4 separate regions of the Mus musculus genome follow, and all the other regions are linked to region 1. The links are chromatin contacts, called in public Hi-C and HiChIP or PLAC-seq maps. All regions are on one chromosome and are shown on one strand. The core of a region is the stretch at or near the end of the contact, and the rest is flanking DNA. Distances in the headings are between cores, read along the strand shown.

What was found. A called contact is a pair of places that touch in the nucleus more often than the background predicts. HiChIP or PLAC-seq counts read pairs in DNA pulled down with a chosen protein or histone mark.
Region 2: an H3K4me3 HiChIP or PLAC-seq map of forebrain shows a contact between it and region 1, with 8 times the contacts expected there. The contact joins the enhancer-like site here to the promoter of Bmp3 in region 1. A contact is called at or near these places in 17 of 39 promoter capture datasets (3T3-L1-derived adipocytes, the C10 cell line, the HPC-7 cell line and 11 more), 5 of 484 Hi-C or Micro-C datasets (the C10 cell line, bladder smooth muscle, epiblasts and 2 more), 13 of 115 datasets of contacts at active chromatin or transcription factors (craniofacial prominence, embryonic basal ganglia, embryonic forebrain and 8 more) and 1 of 9 other capture datasets (adipose tissue).
Region 3: a Hi-C map of adipose-derived mesenchymal stem cells shows a contact between it and region 1, with 2.2 times the contacts expected there. The contact joins the enhancer-like site here to the promoter of Bmp3 in region 1. A contact is called at or near these places in 4 of 39 promoter capture datasets (the 3T3-L1 cell line, frontonasal cranial neural crest and liver), 1 of 15 datasets of contacts at CTCF or cohesin (the NIH/3T3 cell line), 10 of 484 Hi-C or Micro-C datasets (the HL-1 cell line, adipose-derived mesenchymal stem cells, cerebral cortex and 5 more), 8 of 115 datasets of contacts at active chromatin or transcription factors (craniofacial prominence, embryonic basal ganglia, embryonic forebrain and 5 more) and 1 of 9 other capture datasets (pancreatic islet).
Region 4: an H3K4me3 HiChIP or PLAC-seq map of embryonic limb bud shows a contact between it and region 1, with 4 times the contacts expected there. The contact joins the enhancer-like site here to the promoter of Bmp3 in region 1. A contact is called at or near these places in 11 of 39 promoter capture datasets (the 3T3-L1 cell line, 3T3-L1-derived adipocytes, the C10 cell line and 7 more), 1 of 15 datasets of contacts at CTCF or cohesin (the NIH/3T3 cell line), 9 of 484 Hi-C or Micro-C datasets (the HL-1 cell line, cerebellar granule neurons, cerebellum and 5 more), 5 of 115 datasets of contacts at active chromatin or transcription factors (the NIH/3T3 cell line, embryonic basal ganglia, embryonic forebrain and 2 more) and 2 of 9 other capture datasets (embryonic stem cells and liver).

What each region holds. Positions count from the first base shown.
Region 1 is chr5:98,851,295-98,857,625 of GRCm38.p6, reverse strand. Bmp3 (bone morphogenetic protein 3) reads right to left here and starts at 3,211. Exons shown (of 3, transcript NM_173404.5): 1 at 2,204-3,211. The coding sequence starts at 2,513. Gm34563 (a long non-coding RNA gene) reads left to right here and starts at 3,119. Exons shown (of 3, transcript XR_389376.3): 1 at 3,119-3,199. RefSeq lists a promoter at 3,124-3,987 and a silencer at 4,325-4,829.
Region 2 is chr5:98,367,457-98,373,787 of GRCm38.p6, reverse strand. The region is part of intron 2 of Cfap299 (cilia and flagella associated protein 299); the gene reads right to left. Among named protein-coding and RNA genes, the nearest start is that of Cfap299, 41 kb to the right of the region's middle. Within about 2 kb of position 4,092, at least 23 of the 459 cell types and tissues checked have an H3K27ac peak or open chromatin away from gene starts, as enhancers often do. A contact at or near this core is called in forebrain, where this site is marked.
Region 3 is chr5:98,406,776-98,413,106 of GRCm38.p6, reverse strand. The region is part of intron 2 of Cfap299 (cilia and flagella associated protein 299); the gene reads right to left. Among named protein-coding and RNA genes, the nearest start is that of Mir703, 66 kb to the left of the region's middle. Within about 2 kb of position 2,441, at least 14 of the 459 cell types and tissues checked have an H3K27ac peak or open chromatin away from gene starts, as enhancers often do. A contact at or near this core is called in adipose-derived mesenchymal stem cells and pancreatic cancer cells, where this site is marked.
Region 4 is chr5:99,162,918-99,169,248 of GRCm38.p6, reverse strand. No RefSeq gene overlaps it. Among named protein-coding and RNA genes, the nearest start is that of Rasgef1b, 87 kb to the left of the region's middle. Within about 2 kb of position 3,253, at least 6 of the 459 cell types and tissues checked have an H3K27ac peak or open chromatin away from gene starts, as enhancers often do. A contact at or near this core is called in embryonic limb bud, where this site is marked.

The sequences.
Region 1 (6,331 bases), core at 1,962-4,461:
GGAAGGTCGATCTAATTTATTAACACAAGATAGTGTCTTTTGCCTACATCAACTCCGGTCGCCCAACGAAGGGCGTATCTGGATAGTGGTGCTGATGAAGGGAGAAAGAAGTACAAAAGCTTTAGCCCCTTCTGGAGTCCTGCCACTTTACAGCCAGACAGGTCTTATAACAAAATCCTTTCACTGTGTGAGCAACTAAACACTCTTAGAAAGAGTCCAACCTGAGCCACTTCTCCAGGAGTCTCTAGGGAGGTAACATGACACTTCAGCTTCCACAAAACCACACACACACACACACACACATGTGTCTGCATTTGATGAATAAGTCATTAAGACAGTTTGTAGGATGCTAAAGAATTACTTTTCTTATCAGGGAGCATAGCCTTGTATATATGTTCACAGGGGCAAGCCATCATTTCAAGGGAGTGTCTGGCCTCTGCTAAAGAGTTTATCATCTGATGGTATAAGACACAGTGAGGCTGACAATGGATACTGGAATTACAATGAGTAGAAAGAGCGAGAGCCCAGATGGTAAATAGTTGTTACCCAGGACTTAGTCTAAAATCAGTAGCTAAACAGTATGTGTGGAAGAGACAAAAAAAAAAAAAAAAAAATCCAAATTTACCTTCAAATGTTGTTACACGCGCTAAAAATAAAATCTGTTAATGCAAAAATGGCTTGTCACTTGGACACCCCAACTACTCTCTGGGAACATAAGCAAATAGAAATATCGAAGCCAGGATGATTTAAATATCTTCCTTACTGCCACCTGCTTTGCCCACCCACCAGCTTCCTTCCAGACCTTGTTAGTCCCACGGTGCTCTTTGGCTCAGCTCTGCCCTCAGCAATGCACTAATGTAAACAGATGGGTCACTGGTGTCAGGGCTATTAGAGTTGTCTCTTCAAGTGGCTAGAATGCTCAGCAGCAGGCAGAATAGGTTTCTAGGTCCTAAGTAGAGGACAGCTCTTTTCAGATCCTGACCGTGGATCTACGAAGCAAGTGAAATTTGGCTTAGCTCAGCTTCTAGCTAAAGACTTCTTCTCTGCATTAAAAGCATAACTCACATTTATTGTAAATGGCGTCGTGCCCGTGAGCTCCAGAGTGAATTCACAGTGGCTTTCCTTGGTGGATATCCCCACCTCCCCGCTCCCAGCCCTCACGAGTGAGGTCAGGAGAAAATTCATCTAGTGTTTTGGACAGAATGGAGAGAGCACTAGAGACACAGCCTCCACCCTTGAACATTCCTGACTGTTCTTCAACCCAAGTCTGGAAGGCAGACTTTTCAATCACCTTTCCTTTAATCCTGAAGGTAATGTACACAAACCCTAGTGCATCCTTAAAGCAGATCAACAGTGAGTGTCCAGAGATTTTGCCCTCACCCTGTTATTATAAACTGTTCGCTTCAGCACAGGAGCTGGCAGGGGTGGGGTGGGGTGGCTTTAAGCCATGAATTTCAGCCTCAAGGATCTGTGTTGAAAAAAATAAACCAAAAAAAAAAAAAAAACCGGGAAGATGAGATTTTCATCGCTGATACTAAGAGGTGTTTACTCTCCACCAGAGGAGGTCTCTTCCCAAGCTAACGCTTCCCAGCTTGGATCTCGCAAGACTTATTTGCCAGATGGGTTAGAAATAATCTAAACACTCACGCACCTGGTTTTGTTTGTGTGTTTGCCACTAGGGGACTATCAAGAAGAACGTGTCAGATATAGCAACCCAAAGGTCGCAGGAGTTAAGAGTGAGTTCTGTGTCTGGAGAAGTGCCTGTTGAGTATGCTTTTCTCTCTCTGGGCCCAGGGTTGGCATAACATGGCATTCACTTCGATCTAAACGCTGCCAAAGCCCGTCGGAGGGAATTTATGCCGAGCAGAGCAATTAAATCATCAGCATAAGATCTCCGTAGGGGTGCCTGGAAGAGGGCTTCTGGACCCTGGGTGTCCTCCCTTGGCCTCTTTCCTGCTGCACCTCTAACTAAGCCTTGCCACTGTCCCAGCTTTTCTTCTGCTTTCCCGTCTCAGTTGGGCTCAAACTAGGCTTATCCGGAACGTCCCTGGAAAATTCCGAGAGGGCAGAGGGGACCAGACGGCAGCATATGAGAAAGGTCCCTACAGTGTACCGCCAGGAGACAGCGGAGTGGAGTGGCACGGCGGGAGGGGCTGTCCTCTGCACCCCGGGGTGGGATGGGCTCCCTCTCCCTCCCACTCACCTGCGGCTGCGGCTCTGAAGCTGCGGACCGTGTTACCACCGCGCAGGGGCTGAGGACCCGGGAGCTGCGAGCCCGGTGTCCGGGTAGCCTGGACTCTACTGCTGCCGCTGTACCTGTCATAGAGCCACAGCATATGCTCCGACACCTTGTCGTGCGGCCTCAGGTCCGGACTCGGGCTACCACCTGTCGCGCGGTCGCTTGGCTCAGTCTCACGGAGTCCCGGGAGGTGCAAGTTTGGTCTCTGTCCCTGTGCCAGGTTCAGGCAGAAGTAACCTAGCCATAGACAGAGCAGCCCGCGCGCCCCGGCCATAGCGAAGTCCTGCTGTCGCACCGCTCTACTTCGGGTCGCCCGCGACACCTCGGAGGCGAAAGGGACGGCGGCAGAGCCGGGGTGGTGCTCCAGCTGCGGAGCGGGACACTGAGAGCCGGGCACAGCTGGAGCGAGGCCGCGAGGGTCGGCAGGTGGGCTCTGGGTGGCAGCCGCGCCCGCTCAGCTCCTCTCGCCGGCCAGCCGGAGGGCGGAAGGTCTGGGCGAGCGCAGCCGAGTTGTCAAGCGCGGGCTCTCCCTTCCGTGCCACCTGAGACTGGGAACACCCGGCCGGGCTGCCGCTATGGGGATCTGGATCTGCGCTCCACCAGCCTGGGACGCGTGCCGGGGCGGGGTGTGCGCTGTCGCAGCCAGCTGAGTTCTCAGAGGACGTGTGGTGTGTGTGTGTGTGTGTGTGTGTGTGTGTGTGTGTGTGTGTGTGTGAAGACAGACAGACAGACAGAGAAAGAGGGAGACAGGGAGACAGAGACACAGAGACAGTGACGAACAGAGAGACAGAGATAGAGAGACTGGTTCTGTTCCTTCTTGTCCTGATCTGATCTGTCCGGTCCGCCTGCAGCGAGTTCTCCCTCTAGCCTCTGGCTCGCCTTCCTAAGGCAGCTGGAGCAAGACTACCTCCAGAAGAGAGAAGCCTGGAGCGAAGTAACCAGGGAGCCAGAACCAGAAGGGTAGGGAGAGACTAGGGAGGGCGCACGGGGAGGGGCAGGTGGCGCTGGCGAGGGGAGGATGGAGGAAGAGTAGGAGGGACTTTTTAAAAAATCTGAGCACAAGTGGCTACATTCCTCCTAGCAAAAAGGCAGAGGCAAGTAGCAGTTTCTTTTCCCTTATTTGTTCTTATTTTATTTTTTGTTTTTTGTTCCCTTTGTTTGTTGTAGAGGTTTTGGCTATTTGCAGTTTGCTTTGTATTCCGCTGATTCCATATAAAATCACCACTATACGAACACCACAGTTGGCTCCTTCCCTGGGACACTTGGAAGGGCCCTGTACCCAGACACCTGCGCTGCCCTCCTACAGCTTATTCTTCATAGAGTTTCTTTTCACATACATCCTCATCTTCTTCGGAGGAGATAAACAAAATGAAATTCCACCCCATGTTTTAAAAAGATAAGCTAACTACCACAAGTCCAGCTCGCACTGTCAGACCTCTCTCAATAGGTTTCCTTGAAGACAGCTGATGTGAGAATGAGTCAGGGCCTTTAGGAAGAACCTGGTGTGCAGACTCGAATATAACTAGTTCTGTTGTCCACGCCATGCCAGCACCCTATGGTGTCAGAGAAACATTAAACTGCTAGCCAGCACTGTTTACTGCAAATAACATATCCTAGGTACTTGTCATCCCCTGTGTCCAGACAGGATTTCACTGTGTAGCCAGGGCTGGCCTTGACCTCAGACCCCTGCTGCTTCAGCCTCTCTAGCACGCGGGATCCAGGCCTATATCACAAATCATGGGCCGTAGGCATTGTGCATTGTTTTCAAAGAACCTTCAAACAAATCCCATGTTGCAGACTAAAAGACTGAGAGAAAAGATGATTCCTAGCAGGTGGCAGAACTGGGCTCCAAACCCAGGGAGCCTGACTTGCCTGACTTCTACTCTAGGATCTCTACATACTTAAGAATGGAACGGACATTTAAATTGGCTTAAGCAGACTATGCCCTTGCCATGGCTCCTGGCAGTAGGACTCTCAGTCAATGTCCCTTTTGGGAAACTGTCCCATCTCTGGTGCATTGACATTTTTGAAAAGAAATAGGTTCGCAGGTCACAATGAGCCTTCAACATTTAGTTTCTCCTTTGTTGGGGAATGATAAACCCTCCTAGAGTTTTGTTGGAGTAATACTAGAAACCAGTACTCAGTGAGTGGCACAGGTCTGGTCTTTAGTAGACTCTCAATCCTTTTATCCCAAATTATCCCAAATGTATCCCAAATGCAGACCATGGTCTCCCCCTCTCAGTCACTTCTCAACCCACTGTTCAGCTGTTTGAATTCTGCCCTTAGTCACCCTGGGAACAGCTCTGCAGATAATGCCATAGACTTCAAGAGTGGTCGAGAGGCTCCAATGAGATCATGTGGGTGAGCTTCGCCTGGCATAGAACACATAATAGCTTTTGTGATTAATAATAAAAACCTAATTGCAAAATTCAATAGGCACTGGAAGGCTAACCCTTTGATTTCCCCTGTGAGCCTTTGTGTTCCCTCCCCTCTCTGCTTTTTCTCAGTTGTGTGAAATGTCCTTGCAGCAGCTTCCTGCTCTGCCTCAAAGCAAAGCCAGATGGAGAAGGAAGTCCTCCACTCCTCCTGCACAACGTGGTCACTGTGACCCATCAGTAGATAGTTTCTCACAGCCAGAGCCCTCAGGATGGAAACTCTATCCTCTTTCTCTCGGTATCTCCAAGGAACTGCTTCCCTCATGCCTTTAACTCTGGTTCATATTTCCACTGCACAATTTGTTGCCCTATAATCTATATGGTTCTTTTAATTTGTACCAAGCCACTGCACGGGGACTGGAAATGCTGCATACCTGCATGCCTTCGCTCCTTCCTAACTGAATAAACCTTCACTTCTCTGTGCTTGTATTTTCTCCATTGCTCAAATAACACACACACACACACACACACACACACACACACTTACACAGAAGGCCCAATATTTGGGGGATTGTACATTGGAAACCAGACCCTAGTCTATATAGCAAGACTAAGACCCTTCCAAAGGAGAGGGAAGACGAAGGGAGGGAGCAAGGGAGGGGATAAGAATGTTGGTGATGGGTGTGTGTGTGTGTGTGTGTGTGTGTGTGTGTGTGTGTGTGTAATATTAACATAGTTCCCAAGATATTTTAATTGCTTAGGGAGAGTTGTCTGAGTTTGAGGAAAATGGCCTGTCAGTATGTTATCAAACTATATCCGTCTTTATACTTTAGTGACCAACTATTAGATTTGAACCAAGCAAAGTAAAGGAGGTGTTCGACGTAGTGGAGTGATCCCTATTAGGGTCTTTCAGCTGTAACTCAGAGACTAGTATCTGGATATGGAAACCATTGAACCAAGTGGTAACACTAGGAGAAATCTAAACCCTAAACTGTTTTATGTCATGTACATAAATGCCCTACCAATGACTGGGCCATAGAGGAAACAGGGAATCCAGGAGTGGTGTGTCTAGAAAAGACAAATAGAGGTGCCCATCTCCTAAGCAACTCTTGAGGGAATTGATTTGAAAGCAAACTGCATTGGAAATGAACTGCTCCCTCATCAGCCCTCCTGAGGCTGCCTCTGTGGGATATGTCAAGACAGCAGGAGTGTGATTTCTGTTGTCAGAGCCATAGAGTCTCAGAGCTAGTCATCGAAATAGTTTCAATGTTGTTAGCATCTTTTGATGCCTGCTCTTCTAAAACAGTAAACAACTAGATCATAGGCTTTCTAATTCTGGTCAGATTCGGGTTTAGCGTTTCTTCATTTACGGAGGGGACTTCAGAGCTCAATACATCACTGGTACAAATACATCTCTGGTCTTGTACCTGATTCCTTTATTGTGTCAGATTGAGCTGTTTTAATTTTGGTTTGTTTAGATGGTTCTTCAAGACAGGGCTTCTCTGTATTGCCCTGGCTGTCCAGGAACTTGTTGTGCAGACCAAATTGGCCTCAAAGTAACAGAGAGCTGCTGGCCTCTGCCTCCGGAGTTCTGGGGTTAAAATATTGAACCACCATGTCCAAAATGTCATTTTAATTTTTAGTAATAGGACACTTCTGCTTTACCCTAGTGTTACTTTTTCATTTAGCTATGGAGACAGGGACTCATTCTCATCTC
Region 2 (6,331 bases), core at 2,843-5,342, 480 kb after region 1:
CATGGAGATAGAAAACCTAGGAAAGAAATCAGAAGTCATAGATCATAGTCATGACCAACAGAATAAAGGCGATAGAAGAGAGAATCACAGGGGTAGAAGTTACCTTAGAAAACATTGACACAACAGTCAAAGAAAATGTCAAAAAAGCTCCTAACTCAAAACATCCAGGAAATCTAGGACACAATGAGAAGACCAAACCAAAACTTCTAGGTATAGAAGAGAGCGAAGATTTCCAACTTAAAGGGACAGTAAATATCTTCAACAAAATTATAGAGTAAAACTTCCCTAACCTAAAGAAAGAGATGTCCAAGAACATACAAGAAGCCTACAGAACGCCAAATAGACTGGACCAGAAAAGAAATTCCTCCTGTCACATAATAATCAAAACACCAAATGCATTAAAGAAAGAAAGGATATTAAAAGCAGTAAGGGAAAATGGTCAAGTAACATATAAAGGTAGACCTATCAGAATGACACCAGACTTCTCACCAGAGACTATGACAGCTAGAAGATCCTGGGCAGATATTATACAGACCCTAAGAGAACACAAATGCCAGCCCAGGCTACTATACCCTGCAAAACTTTCAATCACCATAGATGGAGAAACCAAGATATTCCATGACAAAAACAAATTTACACAATATCTCTCCATAAATCCAGCCCTATAAAGGATAATAGATGGAAACCACCAAGACAAGGAGGGAAACTACACCCTAGAAAAAGCAAGAAAGTAACCTTCTTTCAACAAACCCAAAAGAAGATAGCCACACAAACACAAAAATAACATCAATAATAGCAGGGAGCAACAATCACTATTCATGAATATCTCTTAACATTAATGGAATCTATTCCCCAATTAAAAAATAACAGAATAACAGAATAACAGGCTAGATACATACACAGGACCCACCATTTTGCTGTATACAAAAAACACACCTCAGAGTAAAGGGCTGGAAAACAATTTTGCAAGCAAATGATCCCAAAAAACAAGCTGGAGTAGCCATTCTAATATCGAATAAAATCAACTTTCAAAAAGGATAAGGATAGGACACTTCATGCTAATGAAAGGGAAAATCTACCAAGAACTCTCAGTTCTGAATATCTATGCTCAAAATGCAAAGACACCCAGATTCATTAAAGAAACATGACTAAAGAATATACCTTCTTCTCAGCACCTCATGGTACCTTCTCCAAAATTGACCATATAATTGGTCACAAAACAGGCCTCAAGAGATACAAGAAGACTGAAATAATCCCATGCATCCTATCAATTCACCACAGACTAAGGCTGGTCTTCAATAGCAACAAAAACAACAGAAAGCCTATATACACATGGAAGCTGAACAATGCCCTATTCAATGATAACTTGGTTAAGGATGGAAGGAAGGAAGGAAGGAAGGAAGGAAGGAAGGAAGGAAGGGAGGGAGGGAGGGAGGGAGGGAGGGAGGGAGGGAGGGAGGGAGGGAGGGAGGGAGGGAGGAAGGAAGGAAGGAAGGAAGGAAGAAAGAAATTAAAGACTTTTTAGAGTTTGATGAAAATGAAGGCATAACATACCCAAACTTATGGGACACAATGAAAGCAGTGCTAAGAGGAAAACTCATAGGTCTGAATGCCTCCAAAGAGAAACTGGAGAGAGCTTACATTAGCAACTTGACAGCACACATGAAATCTCTAGAACAAAAAGAAGCAAATAAACCCAAGAGGAGTAGATGGCAGGAAATAATCAAACTCAGGGCTGAATTCAACCAAGTAAAAACAAAAAGAACTATACAAAGACTCAACAAAACCAGGAGCTAGTTCTTTGAGAAAATCAACAAGATATATAAATCCTTAGCCAGACTAACCAGAGGGCACAGAGACAGAATCCAAATTAACAAAATCAGAAATGAAAAGGGAGATATAACAACAGAAACTGAGGAAATTCAAAAATCATCAGATCCTACTACAAAAGCCTATACCCAACAAAATTGGAAAATCTAGATGAAATGGGAAATTTTCTAGACAGATACCAAATACCAAGGTTAAAACAGGATCAGATAAACCATCTAAACAATCCCATAACCCCTAAAGAAATAGAAGCAGCCATTAAAAGTCAAAAAAAAAAAAAAAAAAAAAGTCCAGTCCAGGACAAGAGGGGTTTAGTTCATAATTCTATTGGTCCTTCAAAGAAGACTTAATACCAATACTCTTCAAACTATAGAAACAGAAGGAACACTACCCAATTCATTCTATGAAGTCACAGTTATGCTGAGTATCTTCCCTTGGAGATGGAACTGTTTCTGTCTAATCAGGAACTTGTCACAATTACGTTTCATAGAGAACTTCATAAGAGATTTTTTTTTCTACTTCTGTCATGTTTAATGTTTCAAATGGATTTTAAAAACTGGAAAAAAAAGGAGTAATAGCCTTAATGTTGGAGGTGACACATGAATCCTCCAAGTACTGTAAACTCAGGTCTAGGTCCACCAGCACCCTACGTTCACTCATTACTCTGAACTATGTATTGCCTAGAGCCAGTGTTTAAAAGCCATTCTGGTGTCCCAGTGTGCCACAGACTGCAAGGAAGAATTACTGTATCAGTCAGGCGTCTGTTCACTACACCACCCTCTGACATCATGGCGAGATAGACACTACTGTGGGGGGGTGGGGGGGGGGCAATCTAGTGGGATCCAAGGACATTTTTGGCTCACTGAACAGACAGGTAAAAAAATATGTATATTTCCTGCAAACATACATATGAGTGGCATTGTACAATTATACATATTGAGCAGGGTATGCTTATATGTTTAAGATGTATATACATATGTGTAAAAAAACAATCAAAGAAAGATGTCACGAATTTAAAGAGGACACAGGAGAGCTTCGGGGGAGGAAGAGGAAGGCAAATGATGTAATTATATTATAATCTCAAACTAAAAGAGAATAGTGTAAGACAACCAATAAATAAATTCTCAGTATTCAGAAATCTTCCATAGTAAGAACATAAGAACGTAAACATATCTGCATTCTCATTTTGCAATGCTAAAATCAGATTGATTTGAATGATTTAAAATTTAATTCTTGTTATTTATTCCACAAATGCTCTTGAGAACATACGTGCACTGTACTGGAGATTCTGGAAGAAGTAGTGGGACTGAAGCAGAGCCTGTGTCCTCCGTGAGACCGTAATCCAGCCGACACATGAGAAAGCCTCTCGTCTGTGGAGACCTAGGTGTGGCCTCAACTGTCCAGAACACGGGATTTTTAAGGATGCATGCCTCGCCTCATCCAGATGTCTTGCTCAGCAGCTGCAGCGGGTAGGGAGCTTCGCACAGTAAGCAGTACAAAGCAACCAGTTTGAACAGAAGCTAAGATAAGCAGTTAGCTGAAAGAGGCTCTGTACAAACAAGCAGTTTTAACAAAGGCTAAGTAAGATATGTTAACTAGAACATCCTGACCTTTGCACCCTAGGCTAGAGTTGCATAGTTTTCTGTGGGATTCTCCATCAAGGAGATCATATTATAGTTAAACCTGGAAATAGCCTCAGCAAAAATCCAAGACGGAGGAATCTTTGTACTGTCTTGCCCCATCACGAAACAAAAATTGTAAAATGTACCTATCAAATAATGATGTATCGTGAGACCTCAAAAGAGAAGGAAAGGAAGACTACTATTGTATATCAAAAAAAGACTTCCTAAAGTATCATTAATCCATGGATAATGAATAGAATTGGGAGCTGGAGAGAAGGCACAACAGATTAGAGTACTTGCTGTTCTTCGTAAGGACCTGGGTGTGGTCCCCAGCATCCATATGGTGGCTCACAAACATGTGCACCTCCAGTTTGAGGGTATACAATGTTTTTCTCTGGTCTCTGTAGGCACAAAGCACGTATGTGCAACACAGACATGCAAACACCCATAAACCTAAGAAATATCTTTTTCAATTTTAAAAAATGCATTTAAATTGAAAATGCATAGAACGGGGTGCAGGAGAGAGAGAGCATCTTTCATTAAAATAATAAACAGCCCCCACGAGAGAGTTACTCTATGACTCAACACGCAGAGGACCTAAGACAAGAAGCAGACAACCAAGACTTCTGTGAGGCAGAGTGGGCAGATCCTCACGACGAAAATAACTGTGAAGGAAGGAAAGCGGCGGGGAAAGTGAGCTGGGGAGAGAGCCAGGGCAAGCTGCTGAAGATTTGGAGCTGCAGAGTACTAAAAGCAAGCTACGCTTCAGTGGGAACAGCATCAACTCTAAATGATGGGTGACACAGTCTTCCAGGATGGCAGTGGTACCCACCTGTGATCACAGTCCTCCAGAGATTCCTATCAATGTAAGGTCTGCCAGGGCCACAGGGCAATACCCTATTTCAACAAAACCAAAAAATAAATTAAAAAAAAAACCAATAAATAATAAAACTGAATAGAAGCGCTGAGCACTGGGGGCTCTGAACCATGAGCTGCCCAACCCTCCCCAAACGACAATGCATCACCCAGAATTTGAAGTGAGGAGCACTGGAAATACTCCAAAATTAACAGAATGGAAAATATAACTATATTTCAAGTTGACACCTAATTGTGAAACAGCTGTCTCCCAACTAATCCTTGTCACAGAAAAAAAAAAAAAAAATAGCCTATTACTGCCAAAATGGAGGCTGAAAACAGAAAGAGCTGTCACTTGCAGCCCAGGGGGCACAGCAAGAGAGATCACACCCATGGCAGTGTTTCCTGGTGATGAGCCACTGTGGTAGGTCTCCAGCCCTGCCCCTGCTTGCTCTCACACACTTCTGCTTACCCACAGCAAACTGCTCTGCTGTGGTAGGCCTCCTGCCCTAGTGTTCACATTCAGAATGACAGTGTAATAGGCTGTGCCAAATACCCAGGCTTCAGAGTTTAAGCACAGAGATCACTCTAAGTCATTCTTCAAGTTAACAGTCACGATACAACGAAGCAAGTCGTAAAATGCCCACGGAGTCTCTGTCTTCGGCTGGCAGCACATTGAGAGCTGCCTCCGTTTGTCCCTAAGTCAATGGCCTGATAGTAGAGTGGCGCTCGTGGGAAGATCTTGTAATATCAGAGCAGCATGCTAGATTTTGATTATTTATGATACAAACACATGTGCAGACATATGAGATGACAAACCAGTTGCCCCTCCGCTTACATCTGTGATGGGGATCTTAGCTATGTCAGCTTTGAACACAGTCTCAGCTCTGTGCTCTAAATTCTAGCCTTCAAAAAAAAGAGGATAAGGTTTGGTCACAACCACACACACACACACACACACACACACACACACACACACACACACCACGCACACACACACAAAGCTATGTAAAAATGAAAACAACCAAATACAGGATGGGTAAATCTGATGGGGGCACAGAGTCCCCTGTTTGCTATAAGAAGCATGATTCTAAACAGTCAAAGCATTCCCACCTTCAAAGGGTGCCTAATCACTGGCCTTCACGCTGACGCCCCCTTGAATCCAGAGGTGTCAAGACTACAGAAGGGGAGGTACCAATTGCCCTTCTGGCATCTCTGCTAATAAAGTTCCGCCTTATTCACACAGCTTATCCATACAGTAATGTTTTTCAGGATACCATTAAAGTAATTTCATCTATTTTCTATTTTAGTTATTGTGTAAATTCTCTGTACCTTCCTCCTGTCTGCAGGACATACTCCTGACCACTCCACTCCGGCTTTTTGTAGTTTTGTAGCTGTCTTTGTGAAGATCAAATACATTCCAAAGTAGAACTACCCAGTAGTTCCTAAAACTTTCCAAAGTGGATCTATACTATTTTTTCTAAGTTTTAAGAATCACACTCGCTTTTCAGCAAATAAGGAGGAGGAGGAGGAGGAGAGCAGAAGGAGAAGGAGAAAAGAAAGAAGGAGAAGGAGAAGGAGAAGGAGAAGGAGAAGGAGAAGGAGAAGGAGAAGGAGAAGGAGAAGGAGAAGGAGAAGGAGAAGGAGAAGGAGAAGAAGGAGAAAAGAATGATGTTGCCTATACTGTGACCTAAGTCACATCAGCCAGGACAGTTGACTTTCATTAAAGTTATTTTGCAAATTGCACTTGCTGACGCTTTACTTTGTAACTGTTGGTTAAATCATAGAAAATGGATCTAATGTCCACAGCAGCTTTTCACAGTAATACATCTTGAACTACAACAGTATTTTAATATATATTATTGATTTTACATAACTGAACTACCACTTCAGCCACCAGACGTTTAAGAAAAATAAAATCAAAAGTTTATTTCCCTCAGATTCAATGTGTTCAGAATCATACACACTTTAGTAGTTTACAAGAGACAGTCATTTTTATGCAAGCAGTAAATGTGTACGTAATACTT
Region 3 (6,331 bases), core at 1,192-3,691, 440 kb after region 1:
ACTGGGTGGTTCCCACACTGGCAAGAATCCTTGGTGCAGTCCATGGCTGGAGTGCAGGAAGGCCTTCCAGTGGGAGGTCAAGGGAAAGCCTATTCCATCATTCAAGTACAATGGGCCTTGATGAGGAGAGATGGTCTATGGTTTTAGAGCTTTATTGTAGAAAGGCAGAGAGAAAGAGAGAAGGTAAAAATAAAGAAAAGGGCCGGCCATGGCCACATGGAGAGAAGGGGGGAAGAGAAGAGGAGAAGGAGAGCTAGAGATGAGAGTAAGAAAGGTGAGAACTTAAGAGAGAGAGAGGAGGGGCCAAGCATCCCCTTTTATAGGGAGTGGGCTGGACTATCTTGCAGTTGCAGGGTAGCTGTGGGGAGGAGCATACTTAGCTATTGTCAGGTAACTGTGAGGACAGAGTCTAGCTAGAATGTCAGGAGCTTGGGGCTTTGTTTGCATGACTGATAGTCACAGAATTATGGAGTTGGGGGGCCCTGTAGTATCAGGCACCTGTCTCTGGGAACGTGACTCGCTGTTCCATCCCTTGTAGAGTTTTCTACTGGGTCTCCGGAGCAAGCCTGCTCAACCAAAAGAGGCCGCCTTTCACAGTCCCACACTGAGGCAATGAGTTGCTGACTCCTTATGCTCTAGAGTAGACAGGTGAGGAGAAAAGCCAGCTTTTGTGGCTGGCTTCAGGGGGACTGTGAGTGAAGTCCTTCACATTGGAAAGAAAGGGCTAATGGTCCTCTACCATAGCCCTACTGCTGGCAAATGTACCAGCAGGTGACAGCTTTTGATTGTTCAGTTCCCAGATAAAAGACACACAACCTTTATATTTATAATAAGCCTTATCCAGCACTAGAGCTGGGCAGATACCCCATCTATTTTATTAGAATGTGCTTCGCCATCAGTAATCCCAAGTTATAGTTTGCCATGTCCCATCTGAGCAGCTCTTAACTCCAATTGGCTACCCCAAGGCAGCTTCCTCCTCTCTCCATTTTCTTCTCTCCCTCCTCGTGGTTCTCCTCTGACCCCAAGCCTGGAAACCCCAAACTTCTTCACCTATGTCTCTTCTGCTCAGCTATTGGCTGTCAGTATCTTTATTTAACTAATAGGGGATAACTTGGGGAGCAAGGTTGCATAGCATGTATAAGCAGATTTTCTCCTCCCTGGGGATACCCAGGCCTTGGGAGCCAGTATTCAGCATTACAATACAAACAAAAGACCAAACCTCAACAGAGGGCTGTCAAAGCTGGGGGCCCTCTGACACATTCTGCAGTATAACTCCAGAGACTTGGTACTTAATTCGGGTGTTGTTTGAAAATGGACTGGGGTCTCTTCATACTTTGTGTACTATGTATAATCAAACGTATGTGAGCAATACACATAGAACTTACAAAGTCTTGGAATGGAATGGGGCATTGGCTAGTCACAGAATCACTCTGTGATTTACATGTTCTACTCTTTTACATATAAGAACCACACAAGAACTGATTGTGCTACTGGGGCTCCTTGGGGCTCCTTTTTATAGGAAAGTACTTCTTTGTTAAAACACATTTTAGGGCTGGAGAGATGCCTCAGGAGTTAAGAGCACTGGCTGCTCTTCCAGAGGTACTTAGTTCAATTCCCAGCAACCACACTGTGGCTCACAACCATCTGCAATGGAAGCCGATGCTCTCTTCTGGTGTGTGTCTGAAGACAGTGACAATGTATTCATATACATAAAATAAATAAATAAATCTTTAAAAATATTTTTAAATTTCATTTTGTGTATGTGAGACTGTGTCTGTGTGCACATGTGTGTGTGCTCATGTGTGAGCCTCTGAGTACATATGTGTGTGCGCCTGTGTGTGTGCATGTGCGTGCATAACTGTGTATGTGTATGAGAGACAGAGAGAGAGAGAGAGAGAGAGAGAGAGAGAGAGAGAGAGAGAGAGCAACCTGCGTGTGACGCCCACAGAGGATCATCCTTTGCAGCTGGAGCTATGGCAATTCTGAGCTGCCCAAGTAGGTTCTTCGAATGGAACTCAGAAGCTAAGGAAATCTATCCATACCTCCAGCCCCTCAGGAAAGCTTCTAACTCCTCACCTTCCTACTCCCTCCCGAAGGCTTCTAACTCACTTTAGTCCATTTCTTACATTTAAGACAAGGCCACGCCTACAAGGAGGACATCACAGGGAAACTTTCTTCCCCTTGGTTGTTAATTATGCCATATTAAATGACCAGATAATCATTTTGATTTTCAAAGAATGCTGATTTTTTTTTTCAGGTAATCTCATTTATAGAATTTCAGCAAGAACCTAAAAGCCTGGCAGTCTCTGTACTCGCTGGACTTCTGAGAGAAACTGTTTCTTCCCAGGTTGCTGAATGACAGAACCGTTGGGCATCCCCTACGGTGAATCACGGCTTGGGAGTGCAGGGCTGCTCCTGGGAGCTGAGAATGTTAATCAGATGACGTGTTTATTCCACAGAAGCCCTGTTTGGTTTGCTTTAGGACTGACTGCTTCACAAGTACCGCTCCCCTCTATGTTCAAGGAAAACACAACTTAAATAAAAGTTCAGAGTTTGGGGAAAAGTTAGAACTGGTCTGGGTCTGCTATTCCTACGTGCTCGCGCCCGCGCACGCGCGCCTGTGTGTGTGTGTGTGTGTGTGTGTGTGTGTGTGTGTGTGTTTAATTTTATTACATCACTGTTTCTTCTCTTGGTTTTCCTTCCTTACTCTCCTGAGACCCTGAGGGGTGTGGATGTTGTTACAGGAGACAAAAATTTACTTTAATTCCCTCATAAAAAGGCAACACTTTCTAGAATGTGGACTGGACAGGCAATGTAGGACATAAAGTCAGAGCCCCCTACAGGTTGCTCCGGGATCTGCAGGCCATTTTACAGTCTGCCTCTGACCTCACAACTCACCCTTCCTTTCCTTTCAGGCTCAGGAATCTCATGCAAGGGACAAAGCTCTTTCCCAGAACCTTCTAGGAGAACTTAGCCTACTTTTCTGCTCAGAGATTTTATTGATCTAAGTTACACTACCAAGAAAGGTAGAGGGTTATAACTGCGTCTTCAGGTAGAGCTATTTCCAATTTTCTAAGGAACCAGCAGACTGAGTTCCACCTTGGAAGCACCACTTTGCAGTCCCCGCAGCAATGGAGGAGTGTTCTTCTTTCTCCACATCCTCTCCAGAATGTGCTGTCACCTGAGTTTTTGCTCTTAGCCATTCTGATTGGTGTGAGGTGGAATCTCAGGGTCATTTTGATTTGCATTTCCCTGATGACTAAAGACTTTGAACAACTCTTTAAGTGCTTCTCAGCTTTTTGAGATCCTTCTGTTGTGAATTCTTTGTTTAGCCTGTTTAGCTCTATACCCCATTTTTTAATTGGGATATTTAGTTTTGGGAGGTTCACTTCTTGAGTTCTTTATATATTTTGGATATTAGCCCTCTAACAGATGTAAGGTTAGTGAAGACTGGTTTTCTAATCTGTAGGTTTCTAATTTGTCCTATTGACAGTGTCTTACAGCTGTAAAAATATTCTGTTCTTTTAGAGAATGCTAACATGGAGTAAAATGCAGAAATCCTACACACCATTTAACATGGCAGCGGTGTGAGGCTGCACTTGGTTTCAAAACCAGTAATGAAAGGAAACTGCAGCCTGCTCTTGGTAGGTTGGGAATAGAAAGGATCTACCAACCTCCCACATACTTAGGAAGTTGTAAGTTGGTCTCTAATTTTTGTTCCACAACTTGGCATAAGATTTCTTAATTACACTGTACACTTTGTGTGTGTGTGTGTGTGTATGTGTGTGTGTGTGTGTGTGTGTGTGTGTGTGTGTGTTTCACAAAAGAAAGTCAAGACTATTTGTTTCATTATTTAGTCAAAGTTAGCCAAACAAACATCGTTTTAGCTAAATATAGATATTATTATGCCTTTCTGATTCAATATGTTAGCTAGAAGGTAAGATATTGCAGACACTTATAGCTGATGTAGACCAGGCCCTGTTGGCAATACCTTAGTGTTTGTGTATAGAAGTCTGTGCAAATACTGATACTATATAGTCAAAAACATCGCCTCAGGGACTCTATTCTGCCTGCACTCCAGTTCCTTTACAAAATCTCTAACCAGGGGGAGACTCTTCAGAGATATGATCATTTGAGATTATGGCTGAATGAGGTCATGAGGGCATGACCTAATCCGCTAGGACCCATGTCATTATGAAAAAGAACAGACCACGTGAGAGTGAATTTCAAAGCCATCTGTGAGTCAGAAAGAGGGCTTCAACCAGAAATGAGTGCTGACCACACCTTAGTTTTGTACTGTGACCCAAAGAATTATAAAGTAAGTTTCATTCTTTAAGTCACCTAAGCTGTTGTGTTTTGTTATGTCAGTGAGGCAGATAAATATCTGTAATAAGAATGTCAGGATTATTTCCATTAAATAAACATTTAGATTACACTAAATTGGGTCCATTTTGTTTCATTTGTAAACTTTTAAAATTGTTCTTTCAAAATATCATGTACATTGTACACAACGCACTCTGAGCAAATCCCTCCCTTATCTATTTTATCTCCTTTTCTTTCCCAATGAGCCTATTCTTCTCAACAAATCCCTTTCATACTCCCATATTTTTTGTTGTTTGCTTGAGACTTGCTGAGTTCAATTAGGATTGCTCCTATGAGCATGGGTGGTGGGTAGGGAATTATTTACTTAGCAAGGATAACTTCCCAGTGACTATACCACTGAGGAATATAGTACGGATCTCTTTCCCAGCAGCCATCAACTGATTGCAGTTCTGGGAAGGAGCCGGTCAACTCCTCTCCCATCAGGAGGGAATGCTGATGGACCCACACTTGTGCAGGTCATGTATATGCAACCATTGCTGCTGTGCAATCATGGGTGAATAACAGTTCATAGCATCCCACTTCCCATCCTCTGGCCCTTACATTATCCCGTCCTCGTCTGTGGTGCTCCCTGATCCCTGAAAGGGGTAAGAGGAACGTCATGTTTAGGACTAAAACACTGAACCATCTTTTCTTCTCACCCCTTTGACCAGCTATGAGTCCAAGCATTGACTGTGAACCATGGCAAACAGAAACATTCTCTGCCCAAGGCTGAGAGAAAGAGTAATCTGTCCGTAGAAACAAATTTTCAGAAGAAAAATTGACTACATGTCCATTTAACAAAGCAGCAACTGTCAGGCGACCTCCCAGTTGAACAGTGAGCTCCAGGCTTACAACTTTCATGAGCTGTCATACACTCAGGGAAAGGCTTTGTGGGTATATCTGTTTGTGAGTTATTTCCACTCCTGTAATTCCTCCCCCATACTCCTGTAAGTCACACTAATAATTTCATTAGTTCCCTGAGTTGGTCTGGACATTTTTTCCCTCCTTTGACCACCATTGGTTCCCTATCTGGGATGAGTAATTATGTGGTCATACATCCCCAGGCACAGTGCCACAACAAAGAACAGCAGGGATAATGGTTCAGAAGATCAATAAGTACAGAAGCCCTGTGTGACATGAAATGAATAGCCTCTACTTTAGATGACTGCTAAAAAGTAAAACTAAAATTGTGTCTTCAGCAGGAGACTTAGCTTTATATAGGACAAAGGAGTAAAATGGAGAATTCTATTTAGAATGAGTGTTATGATGGAATATGGCTACAGAGGTCTGGAGGGCATTGGAGAATGATCTACACAAGGGGGCAAGAATTATACTACAAAATAACGTTGGCTCAGAGGAACCCGTCTACCAAACTCAAAACTACAGCCAGTACCTTAGAAACCAAGGGCATGATACATGGTGGTGTCAAGTAGAACGTGTGTGTGTGTGTGTGTGTGTGTGTGTGTGTGTGTGTGTGTGTGTTTATGTGTATATGCAAATATGTAGAACCAACAAATATGTATCACCTGAAGTAATTTACCACATATCAACATTTATAATGAGTCAAGTTCAAATAGCACTCTAGGTACTCAAAGAACATATTAAAAGGGTATTTCCTCTTACTCTGTGAATCTATCCAAGCCAAAGGGACTTAGTGGATTAAAATATCTGTCACTCATTTAACTTAGTAAGTGTGAAATCACAGAAGAAAATATTTCCAAGTACCTACGAGGCAGCTTGTTTGACTGTCAATTCCAGGCAGGAAAGTCCCCATGACCAGCTTTCCAAAGTGCCCAGCAAGGAGTCCGGGTTTTGGTGATGTTACCAAGACGTCCTTCCTTTGGGTAGCAAGGAAGTTACTCAGTGCACGTGATTTACTGCTAGTGGTGAAGAAAACACTGTCTGCAGATTGTCAAATATTATGACTCTTGACTTGCAACTGACTGTTTAACTGAATAATTTATTTCTA
Region 4 (6,331 bases), core at 2,004-4,503, 310 kb before region 1:
TTCCAGCAGGTTTATGATACACAATTAACCAAGGCCTCCCAGTGTGACACTTGTTCCCTCTCGGCTTACAGTATTGTCCCCAGAGGAACCCTCTAAGCATTTTTCCCTCTTGCCTCACAGGCAATCCCAACCCCAAACCCCAGTTTCATCCTTTCTAAATCCAAGAGCACCAAAGCCTTAGCATCCCTGTAAAGATGTCACTTCATCTTTGTGCTCATTTAATTGGACTTTGCACAAATCTGTTCATGGACGTCCTCAAGTTGTCAGGAAAGTCTCTATGGGTCCCTGCTGACCTCCTAGCCCCTCCTGAGGTGTCCCTACATTTATATTGGTGAGTCCTCCTCTGACGCCTCAGCATTTTGATCCTTCAGACTTCTCATCAACTCTGTAAAGCAAGTGGGAGGCAAATCAGTTAACCGATTTCTGCAAAATACAGAGTCCAGTGGGTAATCCTGGAGTTCTCAGCTGACGTCTCTTGGTTAAGCATCTTCATTGTCCCCTCACTGGATGGAAAGCCCCGGGTGTCAAGGAAAGAAAAACAACAATACAAAACCCCCACCCCAAACCAAACAGTAAAAAGCAACAGAGGCCAAGTGCCAAAAGAGTCGTGTGGGTCTTTAGGCGTTGTTGTTATTATTATTTTTTAAAGATTTTATTGTCTGGGAATTTTATAGATGTATGTATATGATGTGTTTCAATCAAATGACCGCCTCCTCCTCTTTCCCCTCCCTCCTCAGATATTCTTCACAGCTCAAGAAAACAGGAGAGCCCTTAGGCTCAGGGTGAGCTGGGCTGCTGAATCAAGGTGGAGATCAACTAAGCTCCAAACACAGAGAAATGTGGAACTCGTTCAACGTAATCTACTGAGCCCTGCCTAAACCAGGAAAACTAAGGTGCACTAGTAGGGAGCAAGGTAAGGAAAGCGTTTGGGATAACTTGGAAATAAGATCTGCATTATAAAAATAAAATAAGTGCAATAAGTCTATACCCCAAGAGCAACCACAGTCATGAATACTGTTTGTGGGCTGTCTGATCCCCCCACCCCCGCTCCTATTTCTCCAAGTCTCTCTCTCTATTTCCTTTACTTATCTATGAGAAGAGTCTTTGAAAAATATTTATCTGATCGTAAAAAAAAATATTTATTTTTATGTAGAAAGATTTCAGCTTATCTGGGTTTTCCCATTTTGAACTTTACTACTTGATTTTCATATCTTGAATACACATACTGTTGAGTGTAGTTTTACAAAGCTAGCGCCTTTGCCTGGAATTGCCCCGCTATTGGCCCCTCCCAGCTTCCCTTTTGCTTTACCAGCCTTTAGCTCCTGGAGGTGACCATGCATGCCACCAGATCCCACTGGAGACTCTTGAAGCCTCGGGTAAAAGACACACGCACTAAATTTGTTACTTTTAACTTGCCTTCTAGGCACAATTGCTGGGCATTACTTTCTCCTGCCTGGAAAAGCATGGCCTTACCATTTATTATCTCTGTCTTTCCACTTGCCCTAAATTTCAGTGGCTAGTCCCACGAAGCACCCACCAAACATCCTTGGCCACCTGCCAGTAGTAGAGGCCATAGTGGAAGCTCATGCCCTCTGCCCACCCCTGTGCCCCGAGATCTTACATGGTTGTTTCGTTCTTCTTTCTCCAAAGCATGGCAGATAAAGCTCTCTCTCCTTCCGTGTCACCCTTACCCTCCTCGGACCCAGAAGTTGTGCCTGTACCTTCTGCCCAGCAATTGTCCTTATTTACTGACAAATCAAGAACCAGTTGGGGATCAGGACTTTAACATCAGAACCTTCCTTGCACACATACAATTACATCACTGTAGAACCCAGAAATGGAAAGCTCATTTGAGTGTATAAAGGGACACATTTGTCCTGTGTCTATACAGGGGCCTTGTCACCAACGGTCAGGGTGTCCTCCTACCACACAATGACTTTGGTAAGAGTGGAAATGCCTTAGGTGGGATTCTTTGCACAGTTTTTAAACATTGTCATTTCTGAGACCAAGTCACTGGCTAAATGATGGAAACAAAAGCATGACCCTTCAACAGAGTTGAAGTCCAGTTGTGTCAACTTCCCAGCATCTCTTAGACAGCCTGGAGCACCACAGCCTGCCATCTTGTCCTGTATCTCCTGTCTGTCTAAAGCTAAAACACAAACGTGAATAGTTGAACCATAAATGGCATACAAGCCATACACACATTTATCCACCTTCCACTGGGCCTACCTTATCTCCTCATCCACTCTGTCTTGAAAACCTCATGAGGGCTCCTGGAACCACACAAGGAGGTCAGAATGGGTTCGCTGTCAGCCTGGACTTAATACAAGTATTCATGAGACCATATAAGGGCAGCATGTCCACCCAACATGTCCACCCCAAACTTCCAAGGAACCAGAGGATGATAGCACCGAGTACTGAGGTTTCACCATTCAAAGACCTGGTGTGAGATAATGAGTGACCCTTGAGCCTTCCATAATGAGAAAGAAAAGCAGTGAAGTTGTTATAACTTCCAATATTTAAGAAAAGTTCTTTTAAAAATATATAAAGTTACTTGGCAGAACTAGTGAAAACTTGAATGATACAAACACACAGTTACAGAAAAAAAATCTCTTTTCAAAGGTGAAATACATTAACATGAACCTCATGAAACCATAACCTCTTCCATTATCCTCAGCTCAGCCTCCTCACCAAGGAGACCACTGGTTCTTGGTCCAACAGATGCTGGCTTTCTATAGAAAACATGTGGACTATCTCCCCAACTCTCAGTCCGTTTTAGTCCAACTAACAAAATAATATTTCCATCTTCCCAAACATTATCAAAATAAACTCCACTAATTCTCACATAGGAGTTTTTAGGAAAACAAAACAAAGCAGAACAAAGCAGTTAGCTAAAAGGGATTTGTTTCCCTTAAACCACCCTCTTGTAAAAAATAGATTTCTTCTTACTATGTTGATAACCAATAAAGGCCCTTACTCAAGCTTCCCAAATTGCCTCAAGCAATCCAACCTTTCAATAAATCTAGGGACTTTCCCAGGGGTTTCTGGCCCAAGCCACCCCACCACTTTTATGATGATATATGGGGGTCATATACAGGGATTTACCCAACAGCCTCTAAATTAAAAGTCATGGGAGCAGGTAGTTTAAGGAAGAGATTTATACCAAGTTTCAAATGAAACAAAGGTATTCCTTACAGCTGTGAGCCATCTGCAACCAATTTTCTCATACTCAGGGTATATTGAAGATAAATATTCTCCTGTACCCACTCCCAGCCCCCTCACACACTCTCTAGAGACTCATATAATATGCCACCCAGAGGGACCTTAACGTTTCTACGGCATACAGCTGCTCAACCTCCCCTGTGGCCTTTCTCTTGTAGTTCATATCGATTTCAAATCATAGAACACTCAGTACCCAGACCCTTACATTGTTATTTAACCTGCAAACGCAGGTTAGAAAGGACAGGATCATTTTAATTGCTACAAGACTTGTAGGTATGACTGATTATACAGTGTGGCCATGAGTAACGTTAGAATCAGGGTTTGAATAATTTCCTATTTGAGTGTAGAGAAAAATGTGACCACGGAGAAACAGATCCCAATGGCCCAGAGCAGAGCTGAACTCTGACAGCCATGGGCTTAAGGGTCTCCACCAGTGACCCCGGTTTCTATCTTTTCAGCTGTAATCTGGGGAGATAAATGTTACTACTTTAGAAGGCTCCTGGGAAGATTAAATGTGGTAATACCTGTAAAATGCCTAGACAAATCTCCAGAAGATATACAGTAACCATAAAGATTAGTTATTGTTACTTTATGAGCGATAATCCTTTCAAAGATACTTTCACCAACTACAATGTTAACACAATAAAACAATATTAAAATCTAATAGTACAGGTAATCTTTTCTGTCTATGGCTTCATGAAATTGTTGCATCTTACAGTATACCAAGTAGCACTCACCCTAGCATTTATTTCTGAAACTGTCCTCTGTGGAACAATAGCATGATGTAAGACATAACAGGGCACACATACATTCAAACACACACAGACATACACACAGAAATACACAGACACACACAGGCACATATATAAGCACACACACACATACAAATACATACTGGCACACACAGAGACACACACATACAAATACAAAGAAACACATACACAGATACATGCCTATGCATGCACACACACATACACACACACAACCAAAGTCAAACACACAGCCACACATAAAGACACACAGATGCACACAGGTGCATGCACACACACACATACAAACACAAAAGTACATACAGACGTACACACACACATACAAATGCACACAGACATATACCAACACATACAAACACACAGCCACACATAGAGACACACACAGATACACATAGGCATGTGCACATACAGACACACATATAAATACGCAGACATACACAGGCACACACACACACACACACACACACACACACACACACACACACACATAAATATCCAGACACACAGGCACACACACACAAATACACACGGGCACACACAGAGACACACACATACAAACACAGAGACACATATAGAAATACAGGTACATGCAAACACGCACACGTGTGCGCACACACACTCGTATACACACACACACAAACACATTCAAACACAGAGACACATGCACAGATACACACAGGTACATGCACACACATACAAACACACAGCTCCATGTAGAGACACTACATAGATACACATTGGTGTGTGTGTGAGCACACAGACACACAGACACACACACACAAACACACACACACACAAACACTCAGACCCACACATCACAAGATAAAGAAATGCTGACTTGAGTACAACAGAAAAGCCTGTCCACACAACTCCCCAGCCTTCAGTGCACTGCCTGTCACTGTCATTTCCAACATAATGGCATGTCTGTGTGTAGAGAGTCTTTTACCTTATAACCCAATTTTATTGGAGAATAGAACACAGTTTTATTATAGAGAACCTGTGTGTGGTGAAGCTGGTGAAGGACATACTTAATTTTTTTTTCCAGTTCCTGACTTTGGCCACACACTTTTGTCATAAAGTTACGGTCAGATGCCACATTTTTTGTAATTACTTGGGTCTGGCCAAATCCAGTTAAAAGTCTAGGTCTCTTTTCCAATGTAATATGATAAACCATTGCCACTCCCCAGCACAGATGTGCAGAGGAGACAGGAGCTTAGCCTGGGCGCTCACTTTTCCATCTCTTTCTACTTCCAGATACTGTTTCACAGGGATCCACCTCTTTTCCCAAGCCCAAGGCCTGGGGTCACAGGCACAAGCTTTTGTGCCCAGTTCTTACGTGGGTTCTGGGCATCCAAATACAAGTCCTCATTCTTGCCCAGCAAGCATTTCAGCACCTGGGTTGTCTCCCCAGCCTCAGAACACACCATTTAGAAGGGAGTTTCAACTAGTACAATTTTTTAAACTTCATATTGGTGGAGAGTAAGCAACCTTTCTGTTCACCAGGAGCCCTGAGATACTGTCCTACCCATTTCTGTCAGATTTCAATGTATGGCTTTTCTTCCTACACCCCTTCCTGCTATGCACAGAAGAGGAGCTAAAGGGATCTTCAACCCTATAGGTGGAACAACATTATGAACTAACCAGTACCCCTGAGCTCTTGACTCTAGCTGCATATGTATCAAAAGATGGCCTAGTCGGCCATCACTGGAAAGAGAGGCCCATTGGACACGCAGACTTTGTGTGCCCCGGTACAGGGGAACGCCAGGGCCAAAGGGGGGGAGTGGGTGGGTAGGGGAGTGGGGGTGGGTGGGTAAGGGGGACTTTTGGTATAGCATTGGAAATGTAAATGAGCTAAATACCTAATAAAAAATGGAAAAAAAAAATAAAGGCAAGAAAGGATGGCTAAGGGAACATACAAAGAGTACAAAGAGGAAGGACAAAGAGAAAAGAGCACAAAGGTTGAGTGAAATCAGGCAACATCAGTAATTCTGTTGCACAAAAATGTATTAAATGTTAAATTCTCCAATTGGAAGAAAAAGCCAAACACCAAATATACTCTTTGGAAGCAAAAAAAAAAAAAAAAAAAAAAAAAAGAAGATAGCGTCGGTAATGTGATGCCCTTTACCTCTCACTTCCCAAGCCCTTGAGATAATGGAAACTTGGTCTCCAATTGCTCACATTGTCTATATTCTTTAGTCTTCAGGTTGTTGATGGCTTTCCTTCCATTCTGCAGAAAGGACTGTTCAGCATGTTGTAACAATCATTAATGTTTCAGAAGACACTGGGGACTGCACGACATAGTTCAGCAAATACTAGGCTTCTGAAGACAGGCACTATAG